Regions from separate parts of the Sus scrofa genome. Here region 2 is linked to region 1. A link is a contact called in public HiChIP or PLAC-seq data. All regions are on one chromosome and are shown on one strand. The core of a region is the stretch at or near the end of the contact, and the rest is flanking DNA. Distances in the headings are between cores, read along the strand shown.

Region 1 (6,523 bases), core at 3,664-6,163:
CAGCATATGGAAGTTCTCAGGCTAGAGATCAAATTGGAGCTGCAGTTGCTGGCCTATGCCACAGCCACAGCAAAGCCAGATCAGACCCACATCTTTGACCTACACCACAGCTCATGTCAATGCCAGATCCCTAACCCACAGAGCAGGGCCAGGGATTGAACCCACATCCTCATGGATACTAGTTGGGTTCATTTCTGCTGAGCCACAATGGGAACGCCTTTTTTTAAACTGTTATTTTAAGTACTAGTAATTTTGATTTTTTTCCTCCTTTGCTCATACTTGCCAAGAGTTTTGTCAATTTTATTAGTCTTTTTAAAAATGCAGATTTTGGCTTTATTGGTTCTCCCTTATATTTTGATTTCCTTCCTTTAAAAATAAAATTTGCTTTATCAAAAATTTTTGAGCACACAACTTAAAGAGTTAAAAAATTTAATTTTCATAATATAACAGGCTCTTGCCTCCGTTATCTCATTTCTTCCTTCTTGGATATGTAACTTTCATTTCTTTTGTCTGATTATTTTGATATTTACAGCCAAGACTCTAAATGACATGTTTTTACTGCTATTTCCTAATTTTTCAATTGTAGGCATTTTCCAGTGAGCTCCATATTAGGTTAAAACACTTTTTTCAGTAATTCCCATTGCGGCTTAGTGGGTTAAGAACCCAGTGTAGTCTCCATGAGGATGAAGGTTCAATCCCTGGTCTCGCTCAGTGGGTTGAGGATCTGGTGTTGTCACAAGCTGCGGTGTAAGTCACAGGTGCAACTTGGATCTGCTGATGTTGCTGTGATTTAGACCTGCAGCTGCAGCTCCAATTTGACCCCTATCCTGGGAACTTCCATATGCTGCAGATGTGGCCATAAAAAAGAAGAAAAAAACCCTCTTCTTTCTTATCACAATATATTTTCTTTCATAGCACAAATCACAATGTTTTACCTTTATTTGCATAATTATATTATTAATTTTTTTTTCTTTTTTAGAAGCCTCATGTGGTCAAGGACTTTGCTTGCTTTTGGTTTCCATTGATTCTCCAATGTCTAGAACAGGGTGAACTTCAACTATTTGTTGGATGAGTGAATGAATGAGTGAATGGCATAATGTGGAAAAGAGAACTGTCAAGAGTTGAAAGAGATGGTGTTTCTTTGAAGGATGACTTGGACAGGATGAGTGAAGTAAGGCATTGTCAGTTATACTAGTTGATCTGTGGCAGACTGAAGTATCTAAGACTGTGAACTCCTGTTTTGTACAAGGCAGTGTTGGTACCTTTTTCAGTATTTTAAAATTTCCTTTTGCTTCCTTTAGGTTCATAATAAAGAGCATTAGAAAATGTTCTGTTTCTACAGAGATAAAGATAAAGAAATATGGAGATGAGTTTCAGTCCATAGGTTTCGATAGGGTTTGGGAGTAGATTTGTCCAGGAAAGCTGGGTTATTGTTTAAGTGCCAAGGAAGCAAATAAGGAGAGAAGCATAGTGCATGAGTGGTCCCTTCGGATTTCCATTTTTTTTCAATGTATTCATTTAAAATTTTAAAACTACATAAATTTTCCAACAGGCACACAGTAGTAGACAGAAGGATCTAATGAATCCTTTCCCTGTATCAGCATTTTTTTATTTTTCCCGTCTTGTTTTCTTTATCCCCACTCTGTTAGTCATGGTTCTCTAGAGAAGCAAAACAAACAGTATGTATGTGTGTGTAAAGATATATATATACACACACACACACATACCACAATTATGGAGCCTGAGAAGTGCCAAGGTCTGAAGTCTGCAGGTTGGAGACCCAGAAAAGTTGTTTTAGTTTTAGTCTGAGTCCAAAGACCTAGGAACCAGGAGAACTAGTGGTGACTTGCCAGACCCGAAACCCAAGAAGGGCTGATGCTGCAGTTAGAGTCTGAAGGCAAGAAAAAACTGTCCCAGCTCAGTAGTCAGTTCCCTCTAACCCAGCCTTTTTGTTCTACATAGGTCTTCAACTGACTGAGGTCCATCCCCACATTAGGGAGGGCAAACTGCTTTGCTCAGATAAAGCTGCTGATTCAGATGTTAATCTCATCTAGAAACACCCTTAGAGATACAGCCAGAATGTTTGGCCAAATGTCTGGGTACCCTGTGGCCCAGTCAAGTTGACACAATTTAACTATCACATTCACCCATGTATATATTTTTTTATCAAATACGTTTTATGTGAATTCAGAATATTATCTTATTTTACAAGAAAGTGCTTCAGTATTTGCTGCTATATCAATTTTCTGAAAAGTAAACATTAGTTTAAAATCAGTTTTAGATTCACAGAAAAATTGCAAAATAGTACATAGAGTTCCTATATACTTCACATCCAGTTTCTCCTATTATTAATATATTACATTAATATAGTACATTTGTCATAATTAATGAACCAGTATTGACACATTATTGTTAACCAAGGTCCACCATCTATTTAAATTTTCTTAGTTTTTACCTAATGTCCTTTTTCTAGTCCAGAATCCCATCTAAGATACTACATTACATTAAACGTTATGTGTCCTAAGGCTTCTCTTGGCTGTGACAGTTTCTCAGACTTTTCATGTTTTTGATAACCTTGACAGTTTTGAGGATTAGCAGTCAGGTAACTTGAAGAATGCTCCTGTATTATAATTTGTTTAGTGTTTTGTCATGATTAGATTGGAGTAATACAGTTTTGGAGTTGAAACTACAGAGGTAAAATATTGTTCTCATCATATCATGATAAGTACACATACTACCAACACGATTTATCACTTTTGATGGTGACTTTGATCACTTGGCTGAGGTAGTTTGTCAGGTTTTTCCACTGCAAAATTATTCTTTTCCCCTCCTTTCCATATTGCACTTCTGGGAAGAAAGTCACTATGTGGAACTCATACTTAAGAAGTGGGGAGGAGTTCCCGCCGTGGCACAGTGGTTAACAAATCCGACTAGGAACCATGAGGTTGCGGGTTCGGTCCCTGCCCTTGCTCAGTGGGTTAACGATCCGGCGTTGCCGTGAGCTGTGTGTAGGTTGCAGATGTGGCTCGGATCCTGCATTGCTGTGGCTCTGGCGTAGGCCGGTGGCTACAGCTCCGATTTGACCCCTAGCCTGGGAACCTCCATATGCCTCAGGAGCGGCCCAAGAAACAGCAAAAAGACAAAAAAAAAGACAAAAAAAAAAAAAAAAAAGAATTGGGGAGTTATACGCCTTTCCCTGTGTGTAGACTATCTACATGTATTATTTCGAATTCTTCGTGGGGTATTTATCTTTTCTCATATAAAAATTTATTTATTTATATTTATTTATTTCAGTATGGATTCATGAGTATTTACTTTATGTTTTGGGTTATAATCCAATACTACTTTATTTTCTTCCTGTATTTTTTAATCTTTGATCATTTGGAGCTTGACTACTTGAAGTTCTTTTAGTTGTCCTTCATATCCCTTTAACATACCTCCATCCACAAGTTTTACAACTTTCTAATTAAGTTTTAAATTTTTTGAGCACCTTCTTTTTGACATTATTGAATGCTCCATGCTTATCTTGCATTTTGTGTACCAGTCTTAGGATCAGTCTTTTCTCAAAGAGACCTGTTGTTTTTAACTGGAAAATGGTGTTGGGCACTAGGTGTGTGTATTGTCACTGGTTTTCATTGCTTCTACGCATTTTCAGCTGATGGAGCAAAGGAGAAAATATATGTGTGTATGCAACCCTCTGTATATATACAGAACTTTTAATATTTCTGTATGTAATCATTTTATTGATGCTGGAATGATGTCACTGGAATCCGGATTCTTGTTCACGGGCAGTCAAAGAATGAACTCTGTGAACACACAGGCAGCAAGCAAGCAAAGTCTTTATTAAAGGAAATCAAATAGCTCCCAGGGCTGCTGGGAGGCGGGAGAAGAACCTCCCCTCTCTATTGTCCTATAGGGGTTTATATGCCTCAAAGATGGGAGGTACCAACGTGGGGTCCAGAAAGATGTAGTTTTCTCCCATTGGCCTTGCTCATAAGTTCTTATTCAATAGGGGTTTTGGGGTGGAAATGTCTTGTAGGTCTCATGGTTTCTTTGCACCTTTCTTCCAGTAAACTGAGTCACAGGGGATAGGGATTAATGTCCATCAAGGTGTAGATACACTCCCTATAGTAAACAACGCCTGTGGGGATGTTACTCCTTGGAGCCCTTAAGCCACAAATGTTAATCAATAGCCACATCAAAGAATGCATCAAAGCCCATACTCCTATACTGACTACCTGAGTTAGTACTCTGCCTCATTATCTATGTTAAATTAAACTTGAGTTCAGGTTGATGTTTCCAACTCTAATCCACTACAAAATGGGTCATTCTAGTCTTCTACCCTTGCTTATTTATAAATTACCAGTTCAAGAATAGGAAATTTGGCTCTCATTTTCCACTCATTTTCCTGCCCCAAAGGAAAATCCTGTAGAAGTGAATTGCACAATAATCAGGGAACAGAAGAATGCAGAAGAGTGGAAGAGCCGGTATACCATATTATTTAATTAATGTTTGCTGAATTATGAATGAATTAGTTCATTCAATTCACAAGTATTTTTTTGAGCTGCTCCTATGTGGTAGACAGCTGGAAACACAGCAGTGAATAAAAACAGACTGGATCCCTTCTGTCATGCAGCTTCTGTGCTAGTAAATGAATTTGGATGATGAATGAATGAGTAAATACTACAACATTCTTTTATGGTCATGTCATAAACTCTTGTGGTCTTAAATTATTTGGCTAAAATATTTGAAATTTCATCTCGCCAGATGCTACTTGGGCTATGACTGCTTGTTTTTCTTCATTTTTAGGTTGATTTTGTCCTGGAAATCCCCCTGCTTTGTCATGTGCTGGGCTGCTGTTTGCAAGGTAACACCTAGAGAGCTGATTACATCCATACACTGGGGAAATGGGGAACATGTATCTGGGATGGGTGAATGATTTTTCACTTCTGTGAGAGAGATCAAATTATCAGCAGGGCTGCTAATCTGCCTATCTGCAAAAATAGCCAGAAATATGCACAAATGTAAACATAAAAGGAGACGCTCATAATTTGCATAGCTCTCATGTTTGTCCATCAGTCACCCTAAATGCCTGTAAGCTGTCAGGCTGGACACAAATGTGCTGTAGCTTGAGGAATTGTCATTTCATCTTCCAATGAGATACTTTATTATCACCGTTAATTGATTAAACATTTTCAACACTCACTGAGTAAACCAGTCACGCCATCTATTTCTACCTTGGGCTTCTGTTTATGGTCTGAGTGTGCCAAACATCCAGACTAAATGAAAATATACCCTCCAGGAACCACGCGTGGCATCTCTCATAACAAGCTGCAGCACCTCTCTGAAGCACGGCTGCTATGTCATGGGGAATCCCGGGAATCTTTAGCTTAACTCCCTGTGCCTTGGAGCCTCTAGGAGGACTGGAAAGTGAGCGGTGTTGGAGGATTCATGTGTGCAGATGGCTGGCATACTTACATCTCTCATTTTGAGGGAAAAGGAGCAGTGTCAAGGAACAGATTAGGTATCCCTGGGATAGCTGGGATTTGTGACAATCCCAGTTGACAATGTGAGTCTCAGCCAGATCTCTGAGACTGCCCGTGTTGACCTTCTATGGTTTTCTGGATCATGGGAGGGTGCTGATTGTTGCTTGTGCCTTATTCATTTAAAATTCTCTGTCTGGAGTTCCCGCTGCGGCTCAGCTTGTTAAGAACCCAACACAGTGTCCATGAGGGTGTGTGTTCGATCCCTGGTCTCGCTCAGGGGGTTAAGGATCTGGCATTGCTGCAAGCTGTGGTGTAGGCTGGCACCTGCAGCTCTGATTTGATCCCTTGCCAGGGAACTTCTATATGCCACAGGTGTGGCTCTAGAAAATAAAAAAAATTCTCTATCAAATTCAAATAAAAAGGAATTGATCCTATTTGCCTTTCCATTTTAAAGATGGTATTAAAGCCTGGGAAGGATAGTGGGGGTGGAGTGGGAGAGAGGAGAAGAACTTGGCTAAATGGAAAGTGTTGAGATGATTCAAATGGCTCATGCTGACAGAGCAGGGGTGCCTTGACCTTCTGTGGGGGCCACGTAGGCAGCCTCCTACTGGTGGTTATTTTGGGTGCTGGAAAGCCTGCCTGCCCTGAAATATCTCTCCGTGCCATCTTGCCAGATTCTGTAATTCCCACGACAAGAGCCATCCTCCACTTAAAGGCATTGTGTCTCCAGAAGGCCTGGGTCAGAGTGCAGCCATCCATAGGCAATGACACATATTTAACCCATAATCGCCCATAAGCCCGGAACCTGGCTGCATAGAACAGCTACCAGCTGTTGGTAACCCAACACTGCCTTGCTAAGAGAAGCTTTTTGACAGCCTCTTCACATAAGTGGGGGAAATGGGTGGCTGCAAAGCTCTGGATCAGGAGCGTGATGGCTTCCATGGGAGCAGCCAAATTGCTGCAGTGATGGCGTCTCTCTCCATCCTCCTGGGGTACAGGAAAGTTAGATGTTGGCTAGTATGAGAAATTTGGAAATG
Region 2 (7,261 bases), core at 4,709-7,208, 100 kb after region 1:
TCTAATCCAAGATAAATCCAACATCATTTACACTTATGTTTTCTTCTAAGAGGAGCTTTTTTTAAAAATAGTTTTAGCTATTTAGTTTAAGCCTGATCCATTTTTAAATTGTAGTGAAATACACATAACATTTGTCACCTTAACCATTTTAAAGTCTACAGTTCAGTGGCATTAAATACAGTAATATTGTGTAGCCGTCCATCTCCAAAATTCTTTTCATCTTGCAAAATTGAAACTCAATACCCATTAAGCAACTAACTCCCCATTCTGCCCTCTCCCAGTCCTTGGCAATGACTCCTATTTTACAACAATATCACTTCAGTCTTATGTAATTTTAGATTGCTAATTTTTTTCAAAACAGTTTTAATAAGGCTTTTAGTTTCCATTTTGAAATTGAGAAATGCTATTTAGAAATGTGTCTTTTGCAGGTTATTTTCTAAGGTGATTTTAATAGGAAGCTAGTCTTATTCGTTTCTGGTTGATTCTTAATCATATATATTTGGTTATAGTTAATTATTTTAAAATAAATTTATTGAGTTACAATTGATATTTAATTAAATCATTTATATTTAAAGTGTACAATTTGGTAATTTTTGTCTGTATAGTTGACCCTCTGTGTCCATGGGTTCTGCATCTAGGGATTCAGCCAACAATGGTTACAACTATTTAGGTAGCATTTACATCGTATAGGTACTATAAGTAATTTGAGATATCTACGAGTCTTTATAAGATCACAAGTTTTCATTTCTCTTAGATAAACACCTAGGAGTGGAATGGTTGGGTTCTATGCTAGATGATAGTTCAATTTTAAAAAAACAGAAAAATTTTCCAAATTGACCCTATTGTTTTCCATTCCTACCAGCAGTGCATGAGATTTCTACTTCTTCCTCATCCTCATTGACACTTTCTACGGTCTGTCTTTTCAATATTAGATATTTTAGTAGGTTGTAGGAGCATCTCATTGCAGTTTTAATTGGCATTTTCTTCGAATCTGTATGTTTCTCTTCATGGATTGCAGCTCTAGATAAAATATTTCAGCAGGTGATTTAAAGCTACATGGTGAAGGATAAAAATGGAAGTCAAGGTTGGAAATAAAGTCTATGAGAAATAGTTATAATGAATTAAAAATAAAATTGGTCACTCTGCCCAATTATCTAATTCTTTAGATACTAGGGATTGTATTAGAACTCTCTCATTTCTCAAATATTCTGATATGAATTATCAGGATGAAGAAAAATTGGAAATTATATTTTTACAGACTGTTAACAACAGCTTTAGCATATTAAAAAGACACAGAGTGGGAAGCTTTTGAAAGTTATCTGTGTGTGTGTGAGGTCTTTCTGACTTTTCTACAGTTTGTTTATTAAGATTTGTCCTTGATATAATTAAGATAGTCTCTAGGAGTGGAGAAAAACAGTAAGATGAATCTAGGATTTGTGAAATTTCCTTGAGCTCTATCAGATGACATTAAGTCACAGCTTTTTAGTGGAAATAAAGCCCTGCTGTTTCAAACAACTAACACTGTTAAATCAACCCTTTATTAAACTTTTGCTCCTTTCAGTCTCTTCAAACTTCTCTCAAGGATAAACATTTTCAAAGGGCAATAAAATATTAAATATATGTTCCCGTAATTCACTTGGCATGATGATTGTTCCCAGTGAGGTTGTAAATATCCATTAGGCTTGCTCTATCAGGAGTGGGGTTTTTTTTTCTCTTTATTTCCTGCAGATTTCAACTGATTTCATTTTTACTTACTCTAATAATGTATAGCTCAAATATACATTTTTTTGCCCTTGCTCTATGCTGAGCACTTTGAACACATTTTAAAGTGTTCACAAAAATCCTCTGAATATGGTTTTTCAATGTTTACTATATATATTATTATTAATACTATTATAGGAGTTTATCAGTACTGATATTAACAAAATATTAAAGAGAAATTTCACCTTAACAAAATATTGAAGAACAATTTCACCTTAAATCATCTTTATTGGTAGATAATATGCTCACCCTTCAGTATCCACGGATGACTTCCGAAAGACTGCCCCCCTCACCGCCCCCACCTGGCAGATACCAACATCCTCAGATGCTCAAGTCCCTTAGGGCCACAGCAGAGTGAGCCTCCATATTCATGGATGGATCCTCAGTTGATTGACTCTTTGGATGCAGAATTCATGGCTATGAGGGCCCACTGTGTATGCAGAATTCATTTTTAAATTCTGTAGTGATTTTCTGTATTTTTTTTCTTACCTTAGGTTCCAGGAATTTACTTTTATCTTCTATCTTGATAATCTCATCTTTAGAACTATATCCTCCTGCTTTCAGCTGACAGTAGAAGTCTTCCAGGTTCTGTTAGTGTTCATTTCTACTCGTGTCTCTATATACCGTATTTCAAATTTTAAAATCCTCTCAATGACTTGGATCCTGTGTATACAAATGAGAGACAATTTACATGGTATACCCCTCAATTTTTCTGTGATAGCCTGCTCCCAAATATGCCTGTCAGGTATTTGAACTTTTTCCTATTTTTATATACAGAAACATTTCTCTTTGTCTTTCTTTTAAAGCTTTCTTATCAGATTCACTCTCTTTTAATCAGGTTTTGTGGTCTTGAGGTTTATACAGTTTGGAGGGAAGGGCTATTTAAGAAAGAGAAGGCAGGGAGTTCCCGTCATGGCGCAGTGGAAATGAATCCATCTAGGAACCATGAGGTTGCTGGTTCGATCCCTGACCTTGCTCAGTGGGTTAAGGATCTGGCGTTGCCCTGAGCTGTGCTGCAGGTCAAAGATGCGGCTCGGATCTGGTGTTGCTGTGGCTGTGGTGTAGGCCGGCAGCAACAGCTCGGATTTGACCCCTAGCCTGAGAACCTCCATATGCCGGGTGCAGCCCTTAACAAAAAAAAGAGAGAGAGAGAATGCAAACTTCTGATTATATGTTAGGCAAATATTCAGAAGGAAAACAGCAATGGCAGCAAATTATAAATTTTGAAAAGCTGACAGTATCACAAACACTACAAAAGAAATAAACAGCATATTATTTTCTATTCTTTGTGCTGTATATCTTTGTAATACATTTTGTCTTACTTTTTTTGGTCTGTCTACTTTTTGATCACCTATTATTTAATAAACAATTTATAAATTTCTTTCCTATATAGAGTAGAAAGGTAGTTCTAACATGGATGATAGAAATTTTTTTTTTATTATAACAGTTGGGACATGTGAAATATGTGTATTTATATACTCACTATTTGTAGCTGTGACAAAAGTTTATGTCCTACCAATATTATAATTCTGGCCAATTCTATTTCATGAGATTCCCACTGAAAAGGGAAAAAAAGGTATGTGGTAGTGCATTTGCAATACTCTATACTGCATTACTGAGCAGTAATGACCTCTTTTGATGAAGTGTTCTTGAAAATTGAGCACTTGCCTTACAGTTTTATGCTTTGGAAAAGAGGAAAAGTTTTCCATAACTAGCTTCTCCCTCCAAACAATTCAAACCTTATTTTTCCTCTACTGCACACTTGTTGGGAACTGGCCTTGTAGGACGCAGTCAGAGAATTGTCTCTGACGGTGGACTATTTTGATATTTTTGCTGTTGCTGTCCCTCTGTGTCACACTAGGTGAGTTGTCACAATAGGCAGAAGGAGTATCCAAGATTTAGCCTACATTCAAAAAAGGCTGCAAACCACATAACTGGATTTCATGACACTGAAATTATTTGTTCAATTCAGCTTCCTGTTAGCCAGTTTCTAAAAAGGCTTACAGCTCCTCGGCAGTACCATCCCCACCCCAGCATGAAGGAAAGAGTGACAGGGAGGTCAATATGGAAAAAGATAGATGTTTTATCCACTCTTATAATGTCTTTATTTTGATAATTATTTAAAAACTGATAACTCATGTACGTATTGCTGGAGCCACTCCCAGAATCTTGAAAGGAACCTGTGCCAGGGAGGGGCCCTGAAGTTTCAGCCCATGTAGCTTGTTGTAAATCCAGCTCTAGTCCTAACTGAGGAAGCTTTGGAAGAATAACTGTCATTCACACATGAAAGCCATTCCACTGCCAAATGTTAGTGTGCTTTTCCTCATACCCTCACACAAAACTCATTTGCCTTCTCCCTCATTTGATCAACCATATTTATTGAGCACTTACTATACACTAGGTTCTGTGTTCAGCTCTGAAAATACAATGATGCATAAGATCTACAGGGCGCTTCCTCTCATAGAGCTAGAGTCAATGCAACTACTTACGTGTCTAGTTAGAACACCTCAGGTTTGCAGTCAGCTGTCAGCCTTCTTAGGGCCTGTCCCACTGTGACTAATTCTTTAGGCTACATTCAGCCTAAGCGTTGGCCCGAATTACATACCACCACCCAGTTCGTGGAACCATCATGGCTTTCCCATCATGCTGCGCTTTAAGATCACTTACAAGGCCCCTGTTACACACTCCTGGCTGATTCAGTGGACTCATTTCCCTATCCCATTATGACTGTTCAGCTCACGAGGACTTCCTTCTGCTGTTTATTTTCCCTTTCCATCCAAGTTATCCCTCTTCTAGATTTTCATTACCTCACCTGCCACTCTGTGTAAGTACTCCTCACATACAATGTAATCACCTCACTCTGAACTGCCCATCATCTGCACAAAATCCTCCCTGAATCAAATGGGATAGTTTATCTTCATCACTTACCACATCTTTTGGGGGAAAACTTATAAATTCCATTTTCTACGTAAAAATCAAATTTCTCATATTTTATTTAGTCTTGAGCAGGAGCATGATACTATAAATTTGATACTTATTTTAAAATGCATGATTTTATGTAATTATTTTAATGTTAGCTTTCAGTTAAGGAATCATTTCTTTTCCAACTGGAGAGAGGATAAAGACTTGAAATGAGGAAATTTGGTGGTTTATGCACAACTGCAATACTTATTGTCTGATTGAGAGCTAGAGCTCATTCAGGTGGTATTTGGCTGGATTTGCAAGGCTTGCATCCCAGATTAGCTTTGCTTTCCAATCCAGATGTGGATGTGCGAAATGACCATGAGCCAAATGCGGAAGGATACACAAGTTGGCTGTAAAACCTGATGACCTATCTAGTGGAAAGATGAAACTTGACAGAGACCTGGAGATGGGCTCAAACTCCACTCTGAGATGCTTAAGAATCTGGGAGGAGACACATTAAAACCTTGAGGGGAAATGGTGAGCTTGAAAATGTACTAGTTGAAAGGTGCAAAAGGCTCAACCTAACCTTCTTTGGAAAGGCGATCTCTGTCCTGGTGGATTTCATAGAGTAAGTCTCTTATCCCTCTTACAGCCTTGCTAATGACAGTTGGAGCTCACATGGGCTGATCCATAATCAATTAAATATTCTAAATGTATAAACAATCTCTGTGAATCGATGAGACGTGTGGTCTTGAAGATAAAAGGATAACAGGTGTAGAGTCGCTGTTTTCTCAAGCTGGTCACATGAAAGGAGAAAACAGTGATGTGTGCAGCTGTATTTATACCTTGTATTCAATCATGGAAAATGTAGCATTCAATTTCATTGTCCACTCATTGAAAGTAAATCTTAAATAATTCTTTTTGGAATCTCACGATTTAACTGGACGTAGAATTCAGCCTTTCACCACTCAGCTCTGCCGAATTTTAAAATGCAATTCCAGTTGGTAAATGTAGTTTGAACTTTGTGAAGTCAAGGTAGTTAAGACCTATATTTTGTGAGAGTCTCTTAGAAATAGTGGCACCATTCCATCTGAGCAGGCACAATGCCTCTCTTAACAGATGGCTGGGAGAGAAGGCAGCCAAAAGACCATGTATGAACAACAAATGTGCCTGCTAAGGGCGGGAGTCCAAGTGGCGAATGTCGAAATTGTTTTCCATCCCAAGCTTTCAGGCCTGTGGCACCAGGAATGGGGAGTCAGTTGACTCTTGCCCACTAAAAAGAAATGACCAACAGCTCCCATGACTCTAGGAAAGGAGACCAGGAGACCTGGGAGTGGCAAATGCTCACTGTCCTTGTACCCTTATGTGGAAGTCCCTTCTTTTCTTTGTTAGCACCGGATTTATCTTGCGCTCATTTATACAAGCCAAAACCTGGTGTCACAAGAACACAGATAGGCAATTTGGCTTCTCTAGAAATGAAAAGTATTTCCAACCACAGGCATCAGATACAAAGTTATATTGCTCAAGAAGACAACGTATTATTTATAAGAAGGAAGCTGTCTTTGATGGTTGCTACTTTCCTTATTGTGCTTTTAACAACTTTCTACCAAATAAATGTGGGTCTGACTAGTTTATCTCTTATCTGTCTCGTTCAAGTACTGTAAGGATAGTACAATATCTCAAGTCTTGCTTGCATATGTCAGGACCTCTGGAATGAAAAACTACAATTTATGTGAATTTTGAAGCTATATTGTTGGATGATCAGTTTTACATCAGTGAGGGTTTTTTTTTTGTATAGTCTGTGGATGGAACTGAAATTTTTATAGAAACATTATTTTCTTGAAATCCAATGTCAATGGGTAAAGAGGGTGTGGAGTTTGAGCTCATATGTTTATATGAGGATGTTTTCTGTATGCAAATGGATAGGTACAAATATGAACATGAGAAATTTTTCATTTTGCTGGATTTATCTATATTAATTATTTGCACAACTGGATTTACTCAGTACTCACTTGAAATGGCACCAGAATGTGACAAGTACAGAGCAATAGGGTGGATAACAGGTCCCATTGTAAAATGAGGTGTTTGTCTGTTAGACTTATTATGAGACTTTTTAGTTCTTGGAAGTGATTCTACTTTTTAAAATTATTATATATTCAGTGAGTGAAGGTGAGAGGGAAGGAAAATCCACTTGGTGCCATAAAATCTGGATAAGGAGGCCTAATACTACTTCTCAAACAGTGGGCGCCCACTGCCCCTCCTCCCTAAGATTTCAACCCAATCTTTATCAGATGGATCGTACTCTCTATTATAATTGAAACCCACTCACATTAAATACAATATGGATGTAAAGGCCTTTTAAAAATAGCATGTGTTTTTATGTTTCAGATAAATGAGAATCTTTATATAAAATATTACTGGGTTATTGACTTAAGAATCTCCTATCTGCTGAATCTAATTAATATAGCAAGTGTTGGTTATTCTGACAGTGATGCAGCTTTGTGAAATCTATTCCAAGATATTCTTTCCAGATCTTCTTGCCAGTTTTTTTTTGTTTGAGTCTTGAAGCTGAAAATCAATCATGCTGACAATTCAT

Evidence for each region. HiChIP or PLAC-seq counts read pairs in DNA pulled down with a chosen protein or histone mark.
Region 2: an H3K27ac HiChIP or PLAC-seq map of skeletal muscle shows a contact between it and region 1. The contact joins two enhancer-like sites. A contact is called at or near these places in 9 of 47 Hi-C or Micro-C datasets (embryonic fibroblasts, epiblast stem cells, fetal skeletal muscle and 4 more) and 1 of 2 datasets of contacts at active chromatin or transcription factors (skeletal muscle).

What each region holds. Positions count from the first base shown.
Region 1 is chr1:44,613,813-44,620,335 of Sscrofa11.1, forward strand. No RefSeq gene overlaps it. Among named protein-coding and RNA genes, the nearest start is that of VGLL2, 59 kb to the left of the region's middle. Within about 2 kb of position 4,914, at least 7 of the 83 cell types and tissues checked have an H3K27ac peak or open chromatin away from gene starts, as enhancers often do. A contact at or near this core is called in fetal skeletal muscle and skeletal muscle, where this site is marked.
Region 2 is chr1:44,716,878-44,724,138 of Sscrofa11.1, forward strand. No RefSeq gene overlaps it. Among named protein-coding and RNA genes, the nearest start is that of RFX6, 110 kb to the right of the region's middle. Within about 2 kb of position 5,959, at least 4 of the 83 cell types and tissues checked have an H3K27ac peak or open chromatin away from gene starts, as enhancers often do. A contact at or near this core is called in fetal skeletal muscle and skeletal muscle, where this site is marked.